2 separate regions of the Zea mays genome follow, and region 1 is linked to region 2. Evidence: chromatin contacts called from public Hi-C data. All regions are on one chromosome and are shown on one strand. The core of a region is the stretch at or near the end of the contact, and the rest is flanking DNA. Distances in the headings are between cores, read along the strand shown. Region 1 holds the start of LOC103653849 (SAUR11-auxin-responsive SAUR family member). Region 2 holds the start of LOC103653847 (NAC domain-containing protein 7).

The links. Hi-C and Micro-C count contacts between places; a contact is called where the count stands out from the background.
Region 1: a Hi-C map of bundle sheath shows a contact between it and region 2, with 3 times the contacts expected there. The contact joins the promoter of LOC103653849 here to the promoter of LOC103653847 in region 2. A contact is called at or near these places in 3 of 25 Hi-C or Micro-C datasets (bundle sheath, ear and endosperm).

Annotation. Positions count from the first base shown.
Region 1 is chr4:154,281,014-154,287,478 of Zm-B73-REFERENCE-NAM-5.0, reverse strand. LOC103653849 (SAUR11-auxin-responsive SAUR family member) reads right to left here and starts at 4,113. Exons shown (of 1, transcript XM_008680658.4): 1 at 2,828-4,113. The coding sequence starts at 3,832. The coding sequence ends at 3,233.
Region 2 is chr4:154,052,399-154,058,768 of Zm-B73-REFERENCE-NAM-5.0, reverse strand. It overlaps LOC103653847 (NAC domain-containing protein 7), which reads left to right and starts at 2,973. Exons shown (of 5, transcript XM_008680655.2): 1 at 2,973-3,522; 2 at 3,668-3,805; 3 at 5,481-5,666; 4 at 5,756-6,030; 5 at 6,207-6,370. The coding sequence starts at 5,507.

The DNA of each region.
Region 1 (6,465 bases), core at 2,864-5,363, 230 kb before region 2:
GTCGAGTCTGTCCCTGATCACCCTCTCGCCCTGTGCAGAGGCTCGGGGGCTGCTCTCGCAAACCCGGCTCCGGCCACACCGTTGACAGCGTCAACATATCAGCCCGAGAACTTGGGACCCGACCGTACACCCGGGCTACGACCAGCTCGCATGAGGGAACGACCAGACCAGCCGAAGCATTACGCGGGACATTAAGACCTCGGAGGAGTCAAACCACTCCTCCGAGGCCTCGGGGGCTACACCCGGCGGGTGCGCTCGCGCGCACCCGCCAGAACAAAACGCAACCGAGGAAGGCTGGTCCCCCTTGCAAAAAAGTGCGACGAAAGCCTCCAAGCGAGTGCTAACACTCCCTTCGAGGCTCGGGGGCTACTGTCGGGGACCATAATTAGGGGTACCCTTAAGGCTCCTAATTCTCAGCTGGTAACCCCCATCAGCATAAAGCTGCAAAGGCCTGATGGGTGCGATTAGGTCAGGGATCAGTCCATTCGAGGGACTCGATCACGCCTTGCCCGAGCCTAGCCTCGGACAAGGGCAGCCGACCCCGGAGGATCTCCGTCTCGCCCGATGCCCCCCTCCAGCGGCGAACATATTTCTGGCTCGCCCGAGGCCCTGTCTTCGCCAAGAAGCAACCCTGACCAAATCGCCGCACCAACCGACCAAATCGCAGGAGCATTTAATGCAAAGGTGGCCTGAAACCTTTATCCTGACGCGCGCCCCTCAGCCGACAGAGCCGAAGTGACCGCCGTCACTTCGCCGCTCCACTGACCGGTCTGACAGAAAGACAGCGCCGCCTGCACCGCTCCGACTGCGGTGCCACTTGACAGAGTGAGGCTGACAGGCAGTCAGGCCCGGCCGCAGGCACCATAGGAAGCTCCGCCCCGCCTGACCCAGGGCTCGGACTCGGGCTAAGCCCCGGAAGACGGCGAACTCCGCTCCGCCCGACCCAGGGCTCGGACTCGGGCTAAGCCCCGGAAGACGGCGAACTCCGCTCCGCCCGACCCAGGGCTCGGACTCGGGCTAAGCCCCGGAAGACGGCGAACTCCGCTCCGCCCGACCCAGGGCTCGGACTCGGGCTAAGCCCCGGAAGACGGCGAACTCCGCTCCGCCCGACCCAGGGCTCGGACTTGGGCTCAGCCCCAGAAGACGACGAACTCCGCTCCGCCCGACCCAGGGCTCGGACTCGGGCTAAGCCCCGGAAGACGGCAAACTCCGCTCCGCCCGACCCAGGGCTTGGACTTGGGCTCAGCCCCAGAAGACGACGAACTCCGCTCCGCCCGACCCAGGGCTCGGACTCGGGCTAAGTCCCAGAAGACGACGAACTCCGCTCCGCCCGACCCAGGGGCTCGGACTCGACCTCGGCCACGGAAGACAGACTCGACCTCGGCTTCGGAGGAGCTTACACGTCACCCAACCTAGGGCGCAGACCAGCCACGTCAACAAGAGGCGCCATCATCACCCTACCCCGAGCTGACTCGGGCCATGGGAACAAGACCGACGTCCCATCTGGCTCGCTCCGCCAGATAGGCAATGATGGCGCCCCGCCTACTCTGTGACGACGGCGGCTCTCAGTCCCCTTACGGAAGCAAAAGGACGTCAGCAAGGACTCAACAGCTCCGACAGCTGTCCCTCCGCCAGGCTCCGGCGCTCCTCCGACGGCCACGACATCACACCAGCTGGGTGCCAAAATCTCTCCGGCTGCCACAACGGCATGTACTTAGGGCGCTAGCTCTCCTCCGCTAGACACGTAGCACTCTGCTACACCCCCCATTGTACACCTGGATCCTCTCCTTACGCCTATAAAAGGAAGGACCAGGGCCCTCTTAGAGAAGGTTGGCCGCGCGGGGACGAGGACGAGACACGCGCTCGCTTGAAGCCGCTCGCTCCCTCTCCCGCGTGGACGCTTGTAACCCCCTACTGCAAGCGCACCCGACCTGGGCACGGGACGAACACGAAGGCCGCGGGATTCCCACCTCTCTCACGCCTGTCTCCGGCCACCTCACTTCCCCCCTTCACGCTCGGCCTCGCGTCGATCCATCTGGGCTGGGGCACGCGGCGACATTCACTCGTCGGCTTAGGGACCCCCCGGTCTCGAAACGTCGACACTACTGCATGTCGGCATCGGACGAGTGGCTAGCTTATTAGAATTTAGACACCGAGCTCGGCGCCAAGATCTGTGGCGCCGAGCTCGGTGCCACGTTGGCATCACGGTGTCTGGGTTATGCCAGCGCAGCAGATACATCGGCGCCATAGGCTATGGCGCCGAGCTATGTTACTTCGGCGCCGTAGGCTATGGCGCCGAGCAAAGGGTCCAAAAATGACATCAAAATTTTTTTAGGTCCAAACGTGAATTTTTTTCTGAAAAAGTGCCAAAATGCAAAAAATTCGGGCGCGAGGGCAGCACGGGCACTGCATAAGGGCTAAACACCATTAAGCGCGCGCAATGCCAAATTTACAAAACGAGGGAGATTTCAATGCCACGCTTTCAATTGCCACGACGGCGGTGCCAAAAGTTTGAAGCCCGTTGTAGACGGTGTCATGTTTACAAAATTCTCGTCAATATCATATTCTAACGAAGTATCACACAAAAAAGTAGATTTAGCCAAGTCATGTAGACCTTTGCTGTTCCAAAACATTCCTCTCATCAAGAATTATGTTTTTGTTTCTGGTCAGGTACGTTTGGCTTTTCTTGTTTTTAAAATAAATTAAAATTATTGCTCCTTTGAGGATTGTGTACCAAAATATTTTCTTCCACTTGACTATACATGATTTCCTCTGTTAAGTCACCACACAAATGACTTAGAGTTTTCAAATCAATGTCATCGTCAGATTCATCTAATTGTGCCTTGTTGTCCTGATCAGTTTTAACAGGAGGTCTGGATCGTCGATGGGTTAGTTGCAAAGACAATCAGAACACACCTGACGTACGTAGAATCAGAACATGTTCTTGCTGACCCTAGAATAGCCTTGTTCATCTCTGATCTCTCAAAATACAACTATGCCTCCTCGCATCTCATGCACATGGTCAATCGACCGTCGACACAAGGAAACGGAGCAAGGGGGCAAAAAAAAAAAAAAAGAGAGTCAAACTAATGAGAAAGAAAAAGAAGAAGGATCGTTCCCCATGGGAATCGGGATCCTCCTGCCTGAGGCTGAGCCGCTGAGGGGAAGAGGGTCAGGGGCATGCACGTGTGGTATGTACAGCGGCCACCGTGTGGGCCACATGCTGCTACCACTACCACCAGCCAGCGGGCACCTTCTTCCCGGCGCCGCCGCCCGCGGCGGCCACGGCGGCGGCGCGCTCGAAGCGCGAGGCCGCGCACGGGATGGTGATCCCGCCGGGGTGCTGGAAGCCGAACTCCTCCTCGGCCTCGCGCAGCAGCTCCCCGAACAGCGGGTGGTTGAAGTACACCACGGGGACCACGTACCGCATCGACTCTGCCCCGGGCTCGGCGCCGCCCACGTACACGGCCACCTGCCCCTTGGGCGTGGTGGCCTCCGCGGCATCCTCGTCGTCCAGCAGCCGGCCCTTCTCTCCCGCACGCCGGCGCAGGAGGCTCATCCGCCGCGCCAGCGACCGCCCCCACGTGAGCATCCGAGGCGAGTCGGCAGAGTCATCCCGCTGCTGCTGCTGCTGCTTCTTCTGCTTCGTGGCGCACACCGCTGCTACACCCGCCTGGAGGGGCGGGGATCTGTCGCTGCCTCCTCCTTGTTGGCGCGGGTGCAGGCGGAGGTACCCGCGGCCGCGGCGGCGGCGCCGGCAGAGCGCCGCCCAGCACCAGACGCCGAGCAGCTTCCAGCCGAGCCGGAACCCTCCGTGCCGTCTCCTCGGCATGCCGCTGCGGCGCCGCTGCTGCTGCTGCTGGAGGTAGAACGAGAGCGCACTCGCGCAAAGGTCTCCGCTTTCTCGCTGTGCTTGGAATACACCGTTGGAGCAGGAGTAAAGGAGGCGTGGAAGCAGCGACGTCCTAGTGGCTGGTGGCAACTGGCAAGGGAGCGCGACAGCGCGGGTTATCTTATAGGTAGGGGAGGAGCTGTGCTGTGTGCTGTGCTGTGGTGTGCGCGGAGGAATGGCGTGTGGGCGCGACGCGGGCGGCAGGACAGGAGCGCCTGTGCGTGTGGGTGCGAGCTGACTCCGCCTTCGGCTCCCGTGGGGCAGAGCCAGCCAGGGGAGATTTTTTTTTTTATCGTTTTGGCCGTGGCCGTGATTCCAGCGCTTCTGGCCTTTGGGACCTGGAAGTGGAACATGGCGAGATTCGCCCGAGGTGACGATCCTCCGGGCTCTCCGTCGTCTCGTTTGCCGGATGGTGGTTTTGGACGGTGGGAATACACGGTGCACCGTACTATGCGGGACGGGACGGCTTGGCTAGCTTTGTTTTCTTTCGTTGTCGGGGGCCCGGGCATGTGGGTCAAGTCTCCCTCTCTTTCATTTTGGTCACGTAAGAGCAAATACAATAATGGACTCTAAGTCTACTTACATAATATTTTTGCTTATGTAAAAGAGAGATATCAAAAAGTAGAGGAAGTTGGCTCTCATGAGAGAATTAGGTGATGCAGGGACTTCAAGACAAAAGGACGAAAGAGAAGAAGACAAATGATTCATCTAAGAGCTAATTTTAGAGTCAACTTTATTATATAAGTGTGTTTATTGTTGATTATAGATGACATGGTAAAGCGGCCAACAATAGCTCTACTATTAAACTTGCTTTAGGTGGAACACAGATCACTGCTAACGTGGCCCAATGAACATTTGCCAAATCTCTCATGCGGTACTAAACAAACGTGAGGCGTCTCTTCTTTTTTTTCTTTCATCATAACACCAAACAGTACCAGGGCTACGGACGGGAAGTGTTTGCAAAGTGCGCAACCCGGTCGCCATGAAAAAAACACTTTACATACGGTATATACATGAGAAGTAGGTTGATTCTACAAAATTGATGGAATAAATTTATAATGCATCAACTCATAAAGCATAGAGTGACTCCACAAACCAAACACACCATTAATTACCGCCTAGCCTAGGTCTCAGCCTCTTGTTACGGAGCCGAGCCGTAATAAGCCATTACCAAATACTAATTACGGCCATGATGCTGCAAGTCAGAGGCATGCCACAGATATGTGTAAGTGCCATTCAAGGCTTATACGTACGTGGGAGTAGCAGCGAATCCCCAGTTATGGTGAAAACTTTGTTGAACAAGCTCGTACAGGGCTAGCGAGAGGATGATTCAATTAAAATCGTTTGAGCAATTAAACAAGTTATTGGATCGCGCCGCTGTTGACGAGGCTGATGACAGGGGCGAAGCCGGATCCAAAATTAGGGGGGCAAATTAGATTAAGGGGCTATTAGAAGCATTTTACACTATTTACATGAGAATTAGATTAAAAAACTAGCATCTCCTATAGAATTAGGGGAGCATTAGGGGGGACATTGCCCCCTGTGCCCCCCCCTGCCGTCACCCCTGGTTGATGACACAAAAGAACCCATAAGGCCTTGTTCGGCTGGGCTGGAAATGGCCTGTATGATGATCGAATCCACATGTGTTATCCATGGCTGGATTAAATACAAGCCCAAAAAAATACCTGTTCGTTTAGCCCACGCCTGTTTGCAAATCAGGCCCAATACCCACGAAAAAACTCAATACCGGCCTGGAATCAGTCCACGACTCCACAGCCGTGGAACCCTATCCCGGCCAAGGTGTAGAAGCGACGGCGGCGGCGCGTGATCTGGAGGAAGTGACGACGACGACGCAAGGGCTCTTCCGCCGTGGACCGCCCTCTTCGTCGGCGAACTTTTCTCCTGTGAGTTCGTCCTTCCCTTCGTTCTCTTCTCCTCTTCCGAATCTGTGTCCTAGGGTACTGCCGCTGCAAGGATCTACATCTCCCTTGTTCGCAAATCAAGTACTGCCGCCGCAAGGGACTCGCAGAGCTGCCAGTTCGCAAATTAAGCACTAGAGCGACAATCTTGCCGTGTTCCGTGCCCTCCTTCCGCTCGATCCGTTAGCCAAGCCATGCAAACTGTGGCACTGTGCAAATCTGGCTAGACGGATCTAGATCCAGCCGCGCCATGGTCGAGCGAGCCTGCTCCTCGCATGGTTGTTGGCTACATATATTTCCCCACAGAGCTTTTGTTGTTTGTAGTTAGCTCCATATATTTTCCCTTACAAGCTTGAGATGTTTTGAGTCCGGATGAACTGATCCTTGTTTCCAAGTTGTAGTCTGCCCGCTCCGGTGCCATGGTTGTTGCTGCCCAAAAGCTAGACGCACACATGAACTGATCCTTTCCTCCTGCTGCCCAAAAGCTAGACGCACACATGCTCCGCTGCACAAAAGCTGGACGCACACATGCTCCCCCTGACAGCGCCCCACCCTTCGCTTTACTCCCCTGTTCTCATGTTAGTTCATGTTAGTTGATGCCGCATTCTTTATTTAACTGAAACTAGTTCTCATGGATTATGATCATAAATCTTC
Region 2 (6,370 bases), core at 1,724-4,223:
CCTGCGCCTAGGTCACGGATCGTCCCACCTAGGGTCGCGGACTATCCGCGCCCCACAGAGATCACTGTCACGTGGTTCATCTCCGTCGTTTGGCGCCTAGATCGGTGCCAAACACACTTTTTGGCGACTCCACCGGGGAACAAGTGTCTAGATCTACTAAAAATTAGACCCTCAAATGGTCGATTCTAAAGATCACACCGATATTTCCCTAGACAATATCCGTAAGCCGGCCATTGAAAGTCTGTCAGCCGATGAGCAACAACAATATGAAGACTACATGCGTCAGGCGAAGGAGAAATTCTTATCACAATTCTCAGTGGATCGTCACCAGAAGGTTGTCAAATATGGAGAGATCGAGGTTGCATCTCTTCAATTCATATACAGGACAAATATCATCACTGTCATCCTTGCTTGGCAGATCGCCGCCCCAAGACACCATCAGATCGTTCGGCTTTTCCTACCGGACAGTCCGGGGCTGCACCAGGACCACCATGTGGCGCCCCGATAGTAGTGAACTAAACCATACAGTTCAGATTTACCATCGAACGGTCTGGCATCGCGTCGAACTGTCCCGCCGCCTGGTTCGGACTGTCCGGATACATATACGCAGAACCTACTGTTGCACACTATGCACCGATTTATTACATACCACATCAGCAGTACGTTCGTCCCCCTACATATTTAAACCACATCGCACCATATGAACACAGGCCAGTAACGTTCTCGATCGGCCACGGAAGAAAGGTCAGCATAAGAATGCCCGGCCAAATGAGCCACACGGCCTAGAGTTTGGTGGCCTGCCATCGGGCACAATGGAGAAAATTAGGAAAGGGATGGCTAAAATATTTGGAGATAGGCTCAGAGTTAGTGTAGCCAGAGTAGGCAGCCATATCAAAAGCCATATGATCACTGGTTTGACACTGTCATGTACCCACAAGGGGCAAAGATACCGGAGTTTTCCAAGTTTTGTGGTGAAAGTGGTAGAAGCACACACGAACATGTAGGCCAGTTCCTAGCACATCTAAGTGAATTGGTCGATGGGAAAGCCTTTCGTGTTTGTTTATTTTCTTTATCTCTTATTGGTATCGATTTTGCATAGTACGTCGTCCTACCTCCTAATTCCATTAATTCCTAGAATTTAGAAAGGAAATTTCATGAGCATTTCTTTTTCGATAAATATGAATTATTAGGGTTGACTGATTTATATTTGACGAAGTAGTGAAAAGTGGCAACATTAAAGTAACTCATACTCTTGCTCCTCTAGATGAGTTAAAGAGACGTGCTTATTGCAAGTGGTATAATTCTTTTTCCCATGCCACTAATGATTGTAACATTTTTTGTCAACAGATATAATCTGCCATAAATGAGAGCCGATTATGTTTTTAGGAGATGCAAGTGGGCATGCAACTATTTCATGTCAATATAATAGAACTAGCAAGCATAAAAGTCTTGGTTCGGCCAGAAGTGGCCGATAAAGACAAAGGCAAAAACATCGTCATTGGTGATTCGCACATGTCGAATATATCACGAGGAGGGATTGTTCGGAATGCTCCGGACAAGAAGACTAACAAGTCTGGAGACGTCGAGAGGCAGGCTCAATCGAGTAGCCAAGCAAATCTCCCTGGCTCGAGCATCGTGGACGGTCCAGCACATGCGCGCGGACGGTCCGGTGCTCAAACAGACGGTCTGGCTAACTCAGCCGGACAATCCGCCCATGGCCAAAGTCGTCAGCCTCCACATAAAGCGAAAAAGGAGACACAGGGGAAAACACCCATATAACACACATGGTCGGCTGGTCAAAGCCGGTCCTATTTTTGATCAATTGCTCTCCAAATATGCTAGCAAGAAGGTCGTTCTACGCGATCGACCAACAAAGAAACCTCGGTCAACCGCTAAAAGAAAACGTCTGAATAAAACGGCTGAAAGGCGACACAATAAGCATCACCTATTCATCCAGTGATACCACGATACTTTCCACCCACCTACTCATCGTCGATATATTGTCCTATATATCCAATAGTGGAATGGTACGATAATAAACCCGTGGTACATATAGTCTCTTTGCCTATTCAGGCTGGGGCACCTCCGTTTATACATTTTAATCCTTTGATCAGATGGTCATGCCCGAGAAAGATGCAATCCAAAACGGCCTTTATGCATTAGAGCTCTATTGAATGGTCACCCTGTCGAATTGAAAAGCTGGTGACTTGCATCAGGCTTAGTGCATAGGCTTTTGGTTCGTCAATCTTCACTAAAAGGCTGTGGACCGTACGATCTAGTGCCACGTACTATCCGCGCCTCTGCAGAGAGTACCGTCACGTGGTTCATCTCCGATGTTTGGCGCCAACACTATTATATTATTCCAGCATGCATCTAATCTAAATACAACTATCAAAACTTGTTCTCAACCTTACCGTCTTAGGACTGAACATCTTCGATCTCTCTCGCTGCTAATTCGTTTTCAAGAATAGGAAATGCGGTATTCTAAATTGCGGCACACTGCTAATGGACAGGTTAAGATGTTTGACTTCCTTCACACAGGATTTTTCCATTTATTTGGAGAACGGCTTCCTTCAGTAGACAGTAGTAGAAGCCTGGACTCGATGGCCCAGGAGGCCACCCCTAGCTACTAGCGCGATGCTATGAACTACGGCGCACCGTACCGATCGACCTATATGGCTATATCGAGGGAGAGTGCTAGCTACGATCTACGAGGCGAGGCTACGACGACCGAGGATTGCCTGTGCCTGGTGCATGTGGCATTTTCGCAGAGCCAACGCCGAGCTGAGTCGTGAGAGCACTAGCACAGTAGCACTCCACTCTAGCAGTAGTGGTGTTTCCGCCTCCTCCAGGACTCTCCAGTCCAGCTAAAGCTAGCTTCCAGCAGTGGCACCGGCCCTCTCCAGCCAGCGCCACGAAGCCGTATATAAGTGGGCTGTGGGCGCAACTCGGCTTCCCCCGTTACATTTCACTCCACTCCATCTCCATCCCATCCCACACCGCGCTCCCGGCGTCTCTGCCTGTCCCTCTCAGTCATATCCCTCTCTCGCCAAAGGGTCGCCGGGACGCGGCTAGAGCGCCTGACAGAGACGTGCAGTGCAGGGGCTGCCCGGGCCACTGCCGCCTCAGGCGGGCGCGCGATCGAGGTGACGGCGAGCTGCTTGCTGGCTAGCGCAAACAGTCGCGCGCGCGGGCGGTCGCTGTTGGTGGCGGGTGGAGGTGGTGGCGGTTACAGTGGGGGAAAGGAACGCGGGCGGGCGGCAGGCCAATCGGGAAAGGGCACAGGCAGATCCAGGCATCCCAGGATTTCTGCCTCCACCCAGACTTTGCCCGCAATCCATCCGCGCTTTCCGCTCCGTCTCCGTGTCGTCCCTCTCGTTCCCCGGCCTGGGCGGTGAAAGCGATATCGATCCAGCGTGCTGCTGCCTTGCTAGCTGCTGCTGAGTCCCTGACCTGGACGACAGCTGCTGCTTCTGCTAGCTGCTGGTATATAAAGTGGAGGCAACCTACAGCTTGGTGGTGGTAAGCCCCCAAACCAAACTCATACATGTCTGTTCTTCTCCTCTCCCTCTCATCCTGGCGTTTGTACCGAGAGTACGACTGACTGGGTGAAGGGTGGTGCCTAGCTGATCGCCTGATCCATCTCGTCCGCCCGGGGCCCAAGCAGGGTTACAAGAGGTGCGTGGCAGGCTACTGTTCAGGAGCTGTGACTGTGAGTTTGTGTTCTTATAAGCGTCGTCGTTGGCTCTCGACTGGTGGACTCGATCTGGGCGAACTAGATAAATTTGGCGCACGCACACGCTTGGTGAGGCTTCGATCACCTCTCCCTGTGCATATATGCGTATATATAGTGCATTGTTATTAGCTTCTTTCATTTGCTTAATTAGTTCTTGGATCGATGCTGCTGTGTGTAGTGCAGTGTGCCACCAGACGACACTGCCGGTTCCCAGCTACCAATACTAGTAGCTCGGTAGCTAGGTTAATTATGCGCGTACATTCCTTAGCTAACTTCCAAAATCCAAATTCATGCACCCCCCAAATAAGGCCTAGAGTGTTTAATATATATCTCTGTTGTGTAAAATTAACAAGGTTAGATAACAGAGATCCAGCATGCATGTAGACAACAACGGAATAAGGCCTATAATAGAGTGTTCCCAAACTCATGTCTCTGAAATTTTGAACCATATTTCTTATGGAATTTCTACAAATAACTTCCAGTGTTTGAAGGAGCCGCCAGATTCTCTTCTCTTGCATTGGTTTTTTCCCCCTCATTACCGTACCTCCTTTTGTTTCATGGAGAGGATGTTTCAGTTTAATTAGGCTGATATATTAATATGTTATTTTATGTCGTCAGAACGGACCCGGCCCTCTATCTTCTGTAATTGTGTGTGTGCACCGCGCGTGCCTTTTTTTTTTCTCAATTTGAAAGATATATGCATGCAGGTGCATTTCGGTGTATTAATTTTCCTTTCTCCAGTTATATGTATTAATACGAACATTCCCAAATATTAGGTTTAATCTTTTCTAAAACTATTTTGCCATATAATCTATCATCATATCTATTGGGGCAAAGAAATATCGTTTTTGCGCTAGCTGATGCATGTTCTTGCTGTTTCGGTTACATTTCTTTCAGCACAAAGGTCCGCATGTGCACTGAGCTAGCTTCCTTGGCACAAAAGGAACCAAGGAGAGCCAATGGATTAATCTTGTAATCGTATACATGATGAAAGTGTCTACTTTTTATCTACTGCCATGATTGCTCGCTTTTTTCCCCCCTGAAAATATCATCCCAGTGGAAATGAAATGAAACTTCTACTCCTCACCTGGTTTGTGTGCTAAGTTTAGCTATCATGCAGCATTGGTTCTTCTCTATTAGAATTATTAAGGGTGTGTTTAGATTGGTTAGGGCTAGTTATTAGCTGATAGTACAAATTAATATGGATTAGATAGGGTTGATCAGCAAGTTTGCTAACAACTAGTCGAAGGCTTGGCTAAAAAAAATAGCTCACCTATTAATTACCTTCATGTTTGAATTTAATGTGGCTAAAAATTCTGGGTAATAATTATTAGCCCTATGCATCCAAATTAAACGGTCTAACTTAATCCTTTGCACCCTTTATCAATTGTTAATTAAGATTGATAAAGTATTTACTTGTATCACTAGCTAAAAAAAGGTATTATTAATACGAGTAGCAAACCTTAGCATTGATGTGTCATGCATACTAGTGTTGGCACCTACATTTATATACCCAGTATGTGGTACTAATATAATAGCTCATTTTTCTCTCATATGGCTTCTTATTAGCATGATTATCGGGTGTCCACACTCTAGTAGAGCGTGTGGTATGACAGGCCAGGTAACCTTTTACGTGTGCGTGGCTATGAAAAACTAGCTAGTTTAGTGCATCAGTGCATAGCACTGGCATGTTTAATTTGCTGATGAAACTTGTACTGAATCTATGTCATGTTACTCCGTGTAGTTACTAGGGATCCTCTGATCGAAAGGATGGACACTTTCTCTCATGTCCCCCCTGGATTCCGTTTCCACCCCACCGACGAGGAGCTGGTCGATTACTACCTGAGGAACAAGGTGGCGTCCAACAAGATCGACCTTGACGTCATAAAAGACGTCGATCTGTACAAAATTGAGCCCTGGGATCTCCAAGGTAAGAAGTACATTAATTCTGAAACAAGTATATATATACATACATAGCTGCTGCTAAATAGACACATGCATTTTGGAATGGGCATGCAGAGAAGTGCAAGATCGGGACGGAGGAGCAGAACGAGTGGTACTTCTTCAGCCACAAGGACAAGAAGTACCCGACGGGCACCCGCACAAACCGGGCGACCACCGCCGGATTCTGGAAGGCGACGGGTCGCGACAAGCCCATCTACACCAAGAGCTGCCTCGTCGGCATGAGGAAGACGCTCGTCTTCTACAGGGGCCGCGCGCCCAACGGCCACAAGTCCGACTGGATCATGCACGAGTACCGCCTAGAGACCACCGAGAACGTGACCGCCGCCCCTGTACGTAAGCCTGCCGCCCTGCCTGATCCGATACGTACGATCCCTAGCTAGTTAGCAAGCTGAACAACAAATCGTCCATCGAGTCATCGAGCATGCCATTCAGCTCAGCTGACGACAGCATTTCCTCCTGCTTGCACGTACGTACGTGGACGATGCACGAATTGGTCGTTCATCAGGAGGAAGGATGGGTGGTCTGCAGGGTGTTCATCAAGAAGCGAGTGGAGGCCGTGCGGCGGATGGCCGACGGCGCGCCGCCGTGGTTCGATGGCCACGTCCCCGGCGGCTTCATGGCGCCCGCGGGCCTTGGCTCGCCGAGGCAGCTGATGCATCACCACCCAAA